3 separate regions of the Mus musculus genome follow, and all the other regions are linked to region 1. Evidence: chromatin contacts called from public ChIA-PET and capture Hi-C data. All regions are on one chromosome and are shown on one strand. The core of a region is the stretch at or near the end of the contact, and the rest is flanking DNA. Distances in the headings are between cores, read along the strand shown. Region 1 has its middle 34 kb from the start of Gm33162. Region 2 has its middle 25 kb from the start of Gm33309. Region 3 has its middle 11 kb from the start of Gm33309.

Evidence for each region. ChIA-PET counts read pairs in DNA pulled down with a chosen protein or histone mark. Capture Hi-C pulls out chosen DNA fragments and counts their contacts.
Region 2: a capture Hi-C map of embryonic stem cells shows a contact between it and region 1, with 2.0 times the contacts expected there. The contact joins two enhancer-like sites. A contact is called at or near these places in 3 of 484 Hi-C or Micro-C datasets (the N1E-115 cell line and embryonic stem cells), 2 of 115 datasets of contacts at active chromatin or transcription factors (embryonic stem cells and memory CD8 T cells) and 2 of 9 other capture datasets (adipose tissue and embryonic stem cells).
Region 3: an RNA polymerase II ChIA-PET map of memory CD8 T cells shows a contact between it and region 1, with 9 read pairs. The contact joins two enhancer-like sites. A contact is called at or near these places in 1 of 484 Hi-C or Micro-C datasets (nephron progenitors), 1 of 115 datasets of contacts at active chromatin or transcription factors (memory CD8 T cells) and 2 of 9 other capture datasets (adipose tissue and liver).

The regions. Positions count from the first base shown.
Region 1 is chr3:101,568,946-101,572,572 of GRCm38.p6, forward strand. No RefSeq gene overlaps it. Among named protein-coding and RNA genes, the nearest start is that of Gm33162, 34 kb to the left of the region's middle. Within about 2 kb of position 1,911, at least 90 of the 459 cell types and tissues checked have an H3K27ac peak or open chromatin away from gene starts, as enhancers often do. A contact at or near this core is called in adipose tissue, embryonic stem cells and memory CD8 T cells, where this site is marked.
Region 2 is chr3:101,710,730-101,714,660 of GRCm38.p6, forward strand. No RefSeq gene overlaps it. Among named protein-coding and RNA genes, the nearest start is that of Gm33309, 25 kb to the right of the region's middle. Within about 2 kb of position 1,287, at least 128 of the 459 cell types and tissues checked have an H3K27ac peak or open chromatin away from gene starts, as enhancers often do. A contact at or near this core is called in adipose tissue, embryonic stem cells and memory CD8 T cells, where this site is marked.
Region 3 is chr3:101,746,839-101,750,626 of GRCm38.p6, forward strand. No RefSeq gene overlaps it. Among named protein-coding and RNA genes, the nearest start is that of Gm33309, 11 kb to the left of the region's middle. Within about 2 kb of position 1,588, at least 29 of the 459 cell types and tissues checked have an H3K27ac peak or open chromatin away from gene starts, as enhancers often do. A contact at or near this core is called in memory CD8 T cells, where this site is marked.

The DNA.
Region 1 (3,627 bases), core at 661-3,160:
TGGTGCTCAGTCCTATCCGTGTGCTAGGGGGTATTTTACAGCTGCTCTGGGGGAAAGCCCATTTTGCCCAGTCCATGGTATTTGACAATTTCCATCGTGTAATTATTCCAACCTTTGCCAGTTTTGCGTTACCAAGGTGAAGTTTGCTGGCTTGCAGACTTCCAGGAGTGCTGGACTCACTTGGAGAGCTTAGAGGAAGTTTCCCTCCCTGCCTCCCTCCCTCCTCCCCCCTCCCATTACTCTCCCCTCTCCTTTCCTGTCTCTTCCACCTTCCCTTCCTTGCCAAGGTCTCAGGATGTAGCACAGGCTGCATCTTGAACTTCCTATATAGCTCATGATAGAGAGCTTTAAATATGCAATTCTCCTGCCTCAGCTGCCTAAGTTCTGGAATTGCAGGTGTTCACCATCACACATAGCTAAGAATGTACATTTTCTAGCAAATCCACAGCTGGTGCTGATACTGGAAGATTAGATACAGTTTTGAGAGCATTGCCTTGAGGCAAAGGCTCTTAACATTAGCTTTACATTAGCTGCAGTCCCCTGGGAGTGTTAATAGTTAGTTTGTTTGTTTTCTTGTTTTTTCGAGACAGGGTTTCTCTGTGTAGCCCTGGCTGTCCTGGAACTCACTTTGTAGACCAGTCTGGCCTTGAACTCAGAAATCCGACTGCCTCTGCCTCCCAAGTGCTGGGATTTTAAAGGCGTGTGCCACCACCGCCCGGCTTGGGAGTGTTAATAGTATGATGCCTGGCTTCCACTTTTCAAGGCTAAATTTCTCTGTGTGGTTTCAGGGTACAGTCAAAGAGGAACCTGTGCTAAAGAGCACCGCTGTTTACCCCACCACTCAGCTATTGGGTTTTGTGACGTAAGCATCATTCTAAAGGTACAGGGGTTGAAGATGAGGTCCATAGCTGATGGATCCAGTCACTAAGATCCAGACCCGAGGACTCTGCCTTCATCAGTCAACTAATCTGCCAATGGATTTGGAATATGGTGGTGTTCTGGAGAGGCGGTGAAAACTTCCAGACATGGGACCTAATTGAAGAAATAGGTGACAGAGGATATATTTTCAGGGGGTATATGTTGCCCTGCATCTAGCTCAATCTGTATCTTGTCAGCTGAGGAAGGCTGGTTTGATACTAAGCAGTTCCCTCTGTGTGATAAGAACACACCTTGACCTCTGGCCCAGAGCAATGGAGTCAATTGGGAACTGGAACCCTGAAACCATGAGCCACAATAATATGTTTTGTACAGTTACGTGGAAATATGAGATGATCCTCTCAAGACAGAGGGAGACTTGTTTTGTGTGAAAGGGCGTCTTAGGCAGGGTTTCTATTGCTGTGAAAAGACACCATGACCATAGCAACTCTTATAAAGAAAGGCACTTAGTTGGGGCTGTAGTCCACAGGCTTAGTCCATTATTGTGCCCTTAAGCGGGCTAAATCAGACCTTGTTTTGCACAGTTGGACTAGCCCACCTAGGGTGGAGTCTATTGTCCTGCCTTGTCTGCAGCTTCCTGCAAGAAACCACTACCTGCTGAGCAGCTGTGCTTGTTTTCCTGTCAAGATCTGGGCAACTTGTGTGTGTGGGGGTGGTGGGGGGAGTGGGGGTGGTGGAGGTGGTGAGGGTGGTGGTGGATGGGGGGTGGTTCCCCCCTTTATATTCGGCTTTAAGAATTAAGCATCTGGCTTTGATCAGAAACTTTGTCTCGGTCTCATTTTTTTCTTGTCCATCCTTCCCAACCACCCCCAGCTTTCCTTTCAGGAACCCAGTTCTCTTGGCTGCTGGTGGCTACACATTATTGTTATGGTGATGAGCATGGTGGCAGGCAGGCAGGCAGGCAGGCAGGCAGGCAGGTAGGCAAGCAGACAAGCTGGAGAGGTAGCTGAGAGTTCTATATCTGAATTGGCAGGCAGCAGGAAGAGTCAGCCACTGGGCGTGACTTGAGCATTTGAAACCTCAAAGTCTGCCCCCTCCCCCCAGTGACACACTTCCTTCAACAAAGCCACACCCACACCATCAAGGCCACACCTCCTAGTAATGCCACTCACTCCCTCTGAGCCTATGGGGCTCGTTTTAATTCAAATCTGCACTAAGGGCTTGTGGTTGAGCAGAGGAGAGATGCATGTGTTAGGCTAGCTCACATCCCATTGCCTCCAAGAGTCCCTTGACTGAACCTCCAGGAGGTTGGGAAGTGTGATTCAGCCGGCTGCTACAGAAGAACAGGGATGAGACTTACTAAGCAAGCGACTGTCTGGTTGCCAGCCTCACTGCTGTCTGGGAACAAGCACACCTTGGGCAGATCTTCAGCTGGAAGAACCTACAAGTACTGGTGCTATGTTAGAGTGTAGGAGAGTTCAGATGTAGGGTGAGCGTGCTGGGGTAAAATGACCAATGGTGATTTGAGATGTTTTTACATCCATGCCCACGGAGCCTATGTCAAAAACATGTTTTATAGACAGCACTCAATACTTTCCATCTACTCAAGTCACTAGCCTTTCCAGACTTGAGTTTCTCACTGTGGAGGTCCACTTGCATCAGTTCCATGGGATTTGACACAATAAACCACCACGGGCCAAAATACCACGGCCTGCTGCAGGCAGGATTAGCTGCTCAGTGGGTGTTGGCTTCCCTCCTTTGTGGGTGCCAGTGCTCTGGAATGGAAGCAGATGGCCTGGGGATGCACACACACACACATACATGCACACACACACACACACACACACACACACACACACACACGGGGTGAAGAGCTGGCTTCGAGGCTTTCGCTGTCTGCTCTGGTGGGGGAGACACCCCAGAGAAGCCTCTTACTATAGTAAGTGGGGGTGTGTGTGTTCCCAGGGCAACAGGGTGGCACCCATGCCCTTCCTGTCTGTCACGCCAGGAAAAGTTTTAAACCTTGCCGTAGGTTTTTAATGGAGCCATTATTCATACTATAAAAGGATTCCTCGCATACTGAGCAGGCTCTTTAGACATTTCTGCTTTCCTACACACAGATTAACTGCACTGAGTCAGAGCCCCAGTGTAGAAAGAGAAGGGAAGGGAGAGCAGAGGGGACAGGCCAGAGGGAGGAGGAAGGGACCTCTGTCTTTCAGAAAAGCTGGTCTGAAATCCACAGTGTTTAAAAAAACAACAAAACAAAACAAAAACCCACCATCACAAGCCTCGGCAAGGACAGAACAAAAATTGACTTCTAGGGACCAGTTTGCAATGCTGAAGCCCAGAAGCTATCCTCTGCAACCTGTAGGAGGAACCAGATCTGCCACCTTCTCTGGGAAAGCCTGTCCCAGACTGACTGCCCTGGGGTCCAATGGGAGAGGCAGGCCGAGCTGCTCCGATCATAACTGCCTGCCTTCACGCTTCCCGGTTACACAAGTTGCAGCCTGGTTACTCAGGCCCTGGGGGCAAATTCATGTGAATAACTGTTCAACAGGCTGTGCTCAGTTTCCAAGAAACTTGCTGTGCTCCGGTCTTAATGCCAGCTCCAACCTCCCCTGTTCTTTGTCCCTCATAAAAGCACTGCCCTTCTCTGGTCCTTGGCTTCAGCCCTGGCTCTCTACCACATGGTCAAAACTTTCCAAGCATCTCATATGCTAGAGACAAAGCATTAGCATCCCACGTGCCATG
Region 2 (3,931 bases), core at 37-2,536, 140 kb after region 1:
TGGCTGAGAACTTGAATATTGGCCTCTGAGACCTGTTTGTATGGTTCTGTTCTCAGATTCATATATAGCAATGTGGGCTCATGGAAGTTCCTTCATATAAGCTTAAGTATTAATGTCTAAAGAGGGGAGATAGTGATGCTATTGCAAAGCACTATTCGTGCTTGCATACTACACCCCAACCAGACAGCTGCTAGTCTGCTCATGTTGTAAGTCAAGGCAAGAGGACATGAAGTATTTGGGAATATGGCTGGTCAGTTAGATGCAACCTAAGAAAGGTGAGCTTTGGCTAAATGACAGTCCATACATCCCTTTGTGGCCTAGGGACTGTGCTGGCTTATGGAAGTAAAGAAAGAGTCATAATTCAGAGTCATCACTCTTTCATGATTAAATGGGATAAAATTAGACTTTCTCACTGCCCCTGGCTTCCTCCACATTACGCAGATTGCACTGTGGTGGCTCTATCTCCCAGCATGCATTGGGGTTACCTCTGCCCCCTGGCCCAGGAAGATCAGGAGAGAAGTGGGAGGTGGGAGGCAGCAGCAGGACTACAGGGTGAAAATACAGGGCTTCATTCCTGGATAGTTTGGGGTGGGGGTAGGAGGGGTGAGGGACGAACAGGGATTCAAGCAAAAGAGGAAAAGGTGCCCCATCTATTTCAAGATGGTCTGAAACTGTTTCAAGATGGTCTGAAGCTGAGCCGTGTTTTTCAGGTCTAGCTTCTGTTTCAGACTCACAAATTCTACAGCACCTTGGTACTGGAAAGAATTAATGGGCCAGTTGACCCAGACACACCATTTCCAGCTCAGTGAAGGTAAATCTCTTGCCTAGTGTCTCAGAATCAGCTAGTCACAGCCCAGATCCAAACCTTGATTTCCTCCCTCCGTGGAGCTGCCTGGACGCCTCAAAAGGGCCTCTGAATTACTCTTTGCCCAGATCCCTGCAGTAAGCCTTTATGGCTGGCCTCACGGTTTTTTGGATCCAAGCCAGTGTTGGGGAGGGGTGTCGGGGACGAGAAGAAAACACCTGGGGAGTGACAGGATGGTCCTCCAGTTAATTTATCCACATCTGCGGGGACCAATTGGAATCAAAGCCTTATCATGGAGGAGCGTGACCCCCGACCTGTCTAAAGCAGCCCTGAATACTAACCAGGGTGCTTAGATGGAGCTAAAAATAACTGGCTAATCACCAGCAGGAAGAACTAACAAGGCCTCAGAAGAAAGGGAAATGTCTCAATCCTCCTCTCTCCTGCAGCTGGCCTCCAGCTGGGTGGGGATGCAGGCTCCTCCTGGCTGGTAATTAGGCCGCAGAGGCTCTGGGGCCTGAAGGAACAGGGCGGCCCAGGCCCTGCCTTCAGGGGGATCAGTGGCAGGGTCATTTGGGGTGAGGTGAGTTGGAAAATGGTGAACCCAGAGGAAATGAGCGGCCCAGGAAGAGGTCTGAGGAACCGAGCAGCCAATCCTCTTCGTGGTTAACAGCCTTTCTCTGAGAAGGTAAAATCCTTCGTTTAAAGGAAAGGGTTTTTATTCTACTCTGATCGGCCGCCCCGCCCCTTTGAAAGTCTTCCTTTCTCCTAACGTAGCGGTCCCCTCCAGAAAGCATGACTGGGGTCCACACCTGGGTACCTGCTTGGAAATGACTTCTCCTGAACAATCGTCTTTGGAGAAGACCAGAGTGTAACTCTAGGGAGCAGTGTAGGGCAGAAGGTGTAATTGACACTTAGGAAGAGTGACTAGAGAAGCCGTGGGGGCAGGGAGGGGTGCTGTGTATCAGATATCATGAATATCAGATATTTACGTTGCGATTTGTAACAGTAGCAAAATTACAGTTATAAAAAAAAAATCAATGAAAATGATTTTATGGTTGGGGGTCACTGCAACACGAGCAACTGTAAGGTTGCAGCAGTAGGAAGGTTTAGAGCCCCTGGACTAGAGCTGAGAGTTCTTCTATCTGAAAGAGTAGAGCCAAAGGGTTGTGATTCCAAGCTGAAGGAGGCAGTTGATGAGGCGTGGCAATCGTTTTCCTGAGACAGAAATCTACATGCTTACTTCTTCCAAAAGCTAAGATCATCTTCAACAGACAACTATAACCCAATTCACAAAGGAAGTGCTTGGAGTCCATCCCTAAGCATCCACATGTACATGTGCCTGCGTGCGTGTGTGCGTGCGTGCGTCCGTGCCTGCGTGCGTGGGTGGGCTGGGCAGCAGGCAAGGGGTTTCTCCCTCTGGGCTGTGCGCTTGGGTAGGGTCAAGCAGATGGGGAGGCAAAAGAAAAGAGCCAAGCGAAGGGAGAATTCAGAGACAGCGGAGCCTAGAGTCGCATGGCCACTCTTCTAGCTGTGGGTATATTGGAGTTTATCTTTCCCCTACAACACCCCAATCTGACTTAGGCCACTAGGACCGGAGTGTTCAGCAACCACGTCCACTTCCGGTTCTTTCCTTTGCTGAGAGAGTGTCCCTATCCTGTGTTCTCAGCTCTGTACTCAGGCCTGGGGCTCTCCAGTCTGCATCCCCACATGGCCACGGCCCTGGGACAAGGAGCGGCTGGGGAGCCCCCCTGGGGGCTGAGTTCTGGAAGCCTCTGAGCCCAGGTTTGCATTCTTTTCCGGCAGCAAGACTGGCCCCTCCTGCAGTTTGAGTCACGTCCTGGTCTCCAGGGAGGAGATGGGCTGCTTTTCTGCCGGAGGCACTGAAGAAAGCCAGACTGAGTGTTTTCTTGTTTGTCTTTATCCACAAGATTTAAAATTCCCAGACAGCATAATGACACTGAAAAGAGAAAGGAGCAGAAATCACAGTTGCTCTGTCACCGCCTGCTCCGTGATGCTGGCAAGTTGTTTAACTCCCCGGAGCTGCTTCTGTGACTGCGAAGAATGACTTCTCCATTGCCTCCCTGGGCTGTGTGCAGCCACTGAGAGCAAACGTTGAGTTGTGAACAACCTCATCTCCCTCCGCTGTGGGGTGAATTCGTGTTTTGATTAATAGCCTGCTGTGACAAGACCTTCACCTTCTCTCTTCTGGTTAAGTTTTTTATGTTGATACATTTTTCCCCCCTTTCCGAGTTTTGACAGAACACATGCGGATGCCGTCACAGGAGTGCTCCATATCTGTCTCCTGACCCACGAGCAGTAGTTGCTCTAGACTATTCCTAAGTGGAATTGTGGCGCTGTCTCAGTTCCAGCCTCTACTTTGCATAATTCAGGGAGACTACCACGGTTATCGGGCGCATCCAAGAATTCCTTCCTCTCATTGCTAAATAGTATTTTAGTCTGTGGTTGTACCATGGTTTGTCCGTTTGGATTGCTACTGTGAACAAAGTGCATTGACATTAGTATACAGGTTTTGTGTTCTTTCTTTCTTTAAGGGTGGGAACAAAAATATCTAGGAATGGAACTGCCACACAAACACAAGCTTAATGAGACAGGGCTGTTGCCAGTGTGAAGGTGACAAGATGGTGGGAGACAGGGGTGGCAGACTATCTACTGTCTTCCATGACAGGGCTTTCTGTGGTCACTGTGTTGCTTTGGAGAGTGCAGAGATAGAGGCCTAAGAGAGAAACATGCTATTGGTGAATGCTGTGTGTGTGTGTGTGTGTGTGTGTGTGTGTGTGTATGTTGCATGCATGTTGTGTGCATGTGTGTGTGGTATGTGTGGTGTGTGTGTGTGTGTGCGCGCACACACATGAGTATTTGGTCTTGTCCAAGGATGAAACAGGAGAAGGGCACAGCAGTGGGTAGGATGTCCTGGGGGTGGGGGAGAGGAATAAAGGTGTTAGTGCCTTCTGGCTCAAACAGTTCATCCATTCATTCTCTTTCCTTCCTTTCTGCTGTGACCTTTGCTTGGGAATTGAGTCCTTGCTGATGGAGTTCCTGCCACGTGAGTGTTCCATAGGAAGGAAGGGGTCCTCCAGGAGCAACCAGGGGCTGGCCCCATGGGAT
Region 3 (3,788 bases), core at 338-2,837, 180 kb after region 1:
ACACACACACACACACATATATATGTTCAATATATATGAAAAACTTCCCCCAAATATTCTTGATTTGGAGTTGGTTAAATTTACCAACTAGAGGGCTGACAAGGTGGCTCAGTGTTTAAGAGCACTGACTGCTCTTCTAGAGGTCCTAAGTTTAATTTCCAGCAACCATATGGTGGCTCACAACCATTTGTAATGGGATCTGATGCCCTCTTCTGGTATGTGTCAAGACATAGCATATATATACACACAAACATACATACATAACACACACGCATATATATATATATATATATATATATATATATATATATATCATACATACAGTAAATATATACTTACTAACTAGAACCTGTAGATGCATAAAGCTAGCTAGACCACACACTGAGTGGCTTCAACACCAGGCATTTATTCTCACATTTCTCAAGCCTGGGAAATGTAAGATCAAGGTGCAGGCAAATCCATTTCCTGGCTGGGCTCTTTTCCTGGCGATCTCCATATCCTTACAGACAGAAAGGGAGGAAGCCAACTTTCTGTCCACTATTAGAAGACCCTCCGACCAGTATGATAGAGCCATACCATGCTGGCCACATGTAACTTTACTCACCCCCTGCAAGACCTCTCCAAATGTGTCATATGGGTCAAGGTCAACAAGTTCTGTTTCCTACTTCTACACCAGGTGGCTTACAACCACCTATAACTTCAGCCACATGGGGATCTGACACATCTATTCTCATAGACACCTGCATGAATATGCTCTCTCATATGTGTACACACACATATATACACACAATTAAAAAATAAAATAAATCTATTTTTTTATTTAGCAATAAGTTTGAGGTCACAAAGAAGGAGACTACTATTCCAACTAAAGTCTGGACATGGCAAACTTACTGTCTTGACCAAGAGGGTTTGCTGGGAAAGACAGAACACACACACACAGAGGAACTGCATTTGTCTTTTATTTTAAGTCAGGTGGTGGCTGTGTCGTTTCACCATTGGTTAGGGTATCATCCCACAGTCTTGATTTAATTGGCTTGTCAGAAGACTGATGCACAGAAGTGAGGAGAGGAGAAAGGAGTCACTGATTTCGTGGTGGCATTATCTGGTTGGTTTGACAACACCCAAGTGGTGTGCTCATCGCAGTGTCTTCTCTCGTCTACAGGTCATGCCATGAAGTAGGGAGACCCTGAGGGAGAAGCAAGATGAACCAGGCTGACACATGTCTTTGTGGAAGTCAGAGTCCACTGGGGACAAAGAGCCCACCCTGGAGAGAATGCAACTGATTCACAAAGCTGTGTGCTTGGCTTCCTCATGCACATCACAGGTTATCCATTTAGGATCTGGGTGGGTGGCTCAGGATGCAGTGATGGAGAAATGTTTGTCACATGTAAAGGCCTGGATCACCTGGTGGGCAAATAGAGAGCAAAAAGCACAGGGTTTGGTCAACATTGCCAACAGGCCAAGGATAACCACAGACAAGCCTCTAATCCCCTTTGTTCCTTGATCTAACCGAGAGAGTGCCAAGGTCTCCACCCTTGCTCTCCTTCCTGCCCCACCCACCTACTGTGCCGCAGCCTTTTTCTAACAGCAGTGGGTAGCAACGCCCTTCAAAAACTCAGGGGACATTCTTCCTTTGTCAGAGTGTCACGCTCATACCAGCTTAGGTTGTCCCCATTTAAGACTTTATTCTTCTAGTTGTGAGTCACTGCTGCCATCCTGTCTGTCTTATTCCTGCTGGGAAAGAAGAGTAGGGGAGCGGTGGAACACCGAGGCTGAGAGGAATGCCAGAGGCTGAGGTGGTTCCTTGTGGAGCTAGGGAACATGGGGCAAGGCAGTTACAAGACAGCTCTACTGCCATGGGCAGAGGAAGGAATCACTCCTATAGAGTGGAAGGGACCAGATTGCTGATCCTCGTATTCTGGCGAGGTTACCCATCTCTGTGAGCCTCAGCTTCCTCACTGGTATAAAAAGTCCCCGGTTCTTTGAAAGAATAAGAGAAATGACTCCATTGCAAGCTAGGCAGTGCCTGGCACATTGGGGTAACCCCCACCCCACACCTCTTCCTTCTCTCCTTCCACCTTTGTATATGTTACTTTTCTTGATACTAAGACCAATCATCACCCAAAAAAAGCACTGTAAGGGGAGAAGGGCTTATTGGGGTTCACAGTTTGAAGGGTCACAGCCCATCATGGTGAGGAAGGCATGCAGAAGAAGGCAGTTGCTCACACAGCATCTGCAGGCAAGACACAGAGAGAGGTGGGGTGCTGCTACTCAGTTCCCTTTCCCTTTTTAGGGACCCCACCCCCACAGGATGGTGCCATCCTCTCTGTTACCTCTTTCTGGGAGCATGTTCATAGACTTGGAGATGTGTTTCCATGGTGATTCTAAATCCTGTCAAGTTGACAATGAAGATTAACCATCCTGCTTCTCCTAAAAGGAGAATGAGTGTCTCTAAACAAGCAAGTATCCTCAAACAGGCTGGGCAAAGTGCCACCATGCCACCACCATGTCACCACCATGCACACAAACACCATGCACCCAGAGGGGAACAGGGACAAGTGGGAGAGAACTTGGGCGACCCCTGTATGAAGGGTGGGGAAGGGGAGGGAACATACTCATCTATTCCACTCAACACTGTGCTTACAATGATTTATTCCACATCTCAGACTCAAGACAAGAATTTAAATCCCACTTAAAGGCAACTTTTCTCATGATTCAGCTCCATAATCATCATCAATATTTATCGGCTCAGGCCTGCTTCCAGACATCATAGATCTCCGTCAGTCTGGAAAGCCGAAGGATTAGAGGGGCCACTGAGAGAGAGGGGGGGGGAGGGAGGGAGGGAGGGAGAGGGAGAGAGAGAGAGAGAGAGAGAGAGAGAGAGAGAGAGAGAGAGAGAGAGAGAGAGAGAGAGAGAGACTCCAGGCTCCCAAGGGACAGCTACAGCAAAGGGAGCAGCAAGCCCTGTGCACTAGGTCTAGCAAGGGCCCGGCGACATTCAGAACATGAGGACATTTAGATTCAATGAAGGGAGATGATGTTTTGTTCTCAGTGAGAATGAGATACGCAAGAGGGAGTTGAGTGTGACCATAAAATGAATGCAGGAAAAGTTTCAGGCAAGTTCATGGTTGCCTGAGCTCTGGGAGAGGCACTATGACCCTCTGAGATTGCCTCGAGGAGGGTCACCTGACATGTTGCAGAAATCAAAAGAAGGAGAACCCTGTATCCTCAGGCCTTGGGTTCTGGCCCCATGACTGGCTAGTCATGTGACAATGGTTTGCCCTTGGTTCCTGCTCACGTTTGTGATTTTCCAGTGCTGTTAATCTGAGCTGGAGGAGGCATTCCCAGAGAAAAGGGCTTTTCAGCAGGAAAATGGGCTCTCAGGCAGCTGGGCTTTACTTGCCCCAAACCCCAAATATCTATACCTCCTCCAGCAGCAAATGCACAGGGAACATTTTCAATGAAGAGTTAATTGTGGTTTCCACCCTGAACAGCTTTGTGCATTTGTAATGGGACTTGGAAAAAGAAGCAGTAACAGTGTTAGAAATTCAATGGCTGAGCCCTGTGTGTGTGTGTGTGTGTGTGTGTGTGTGTGTGTGTATAGATTTTTTTCTAATGTTTTCGCCATATTGTGGGTTAGCATCACACACACACGAGATTTATTAGAGTGGTTTGCTGGCTAGTCCAACAGTGGCTATCTCCTGACTGAAAGGCAAAGAATATGGTAGTTGTTCAGTCCTGGAGGCTGGATGTCTCAGGAGTCCAAATCTGGCTCTGGAGTCGTGGAG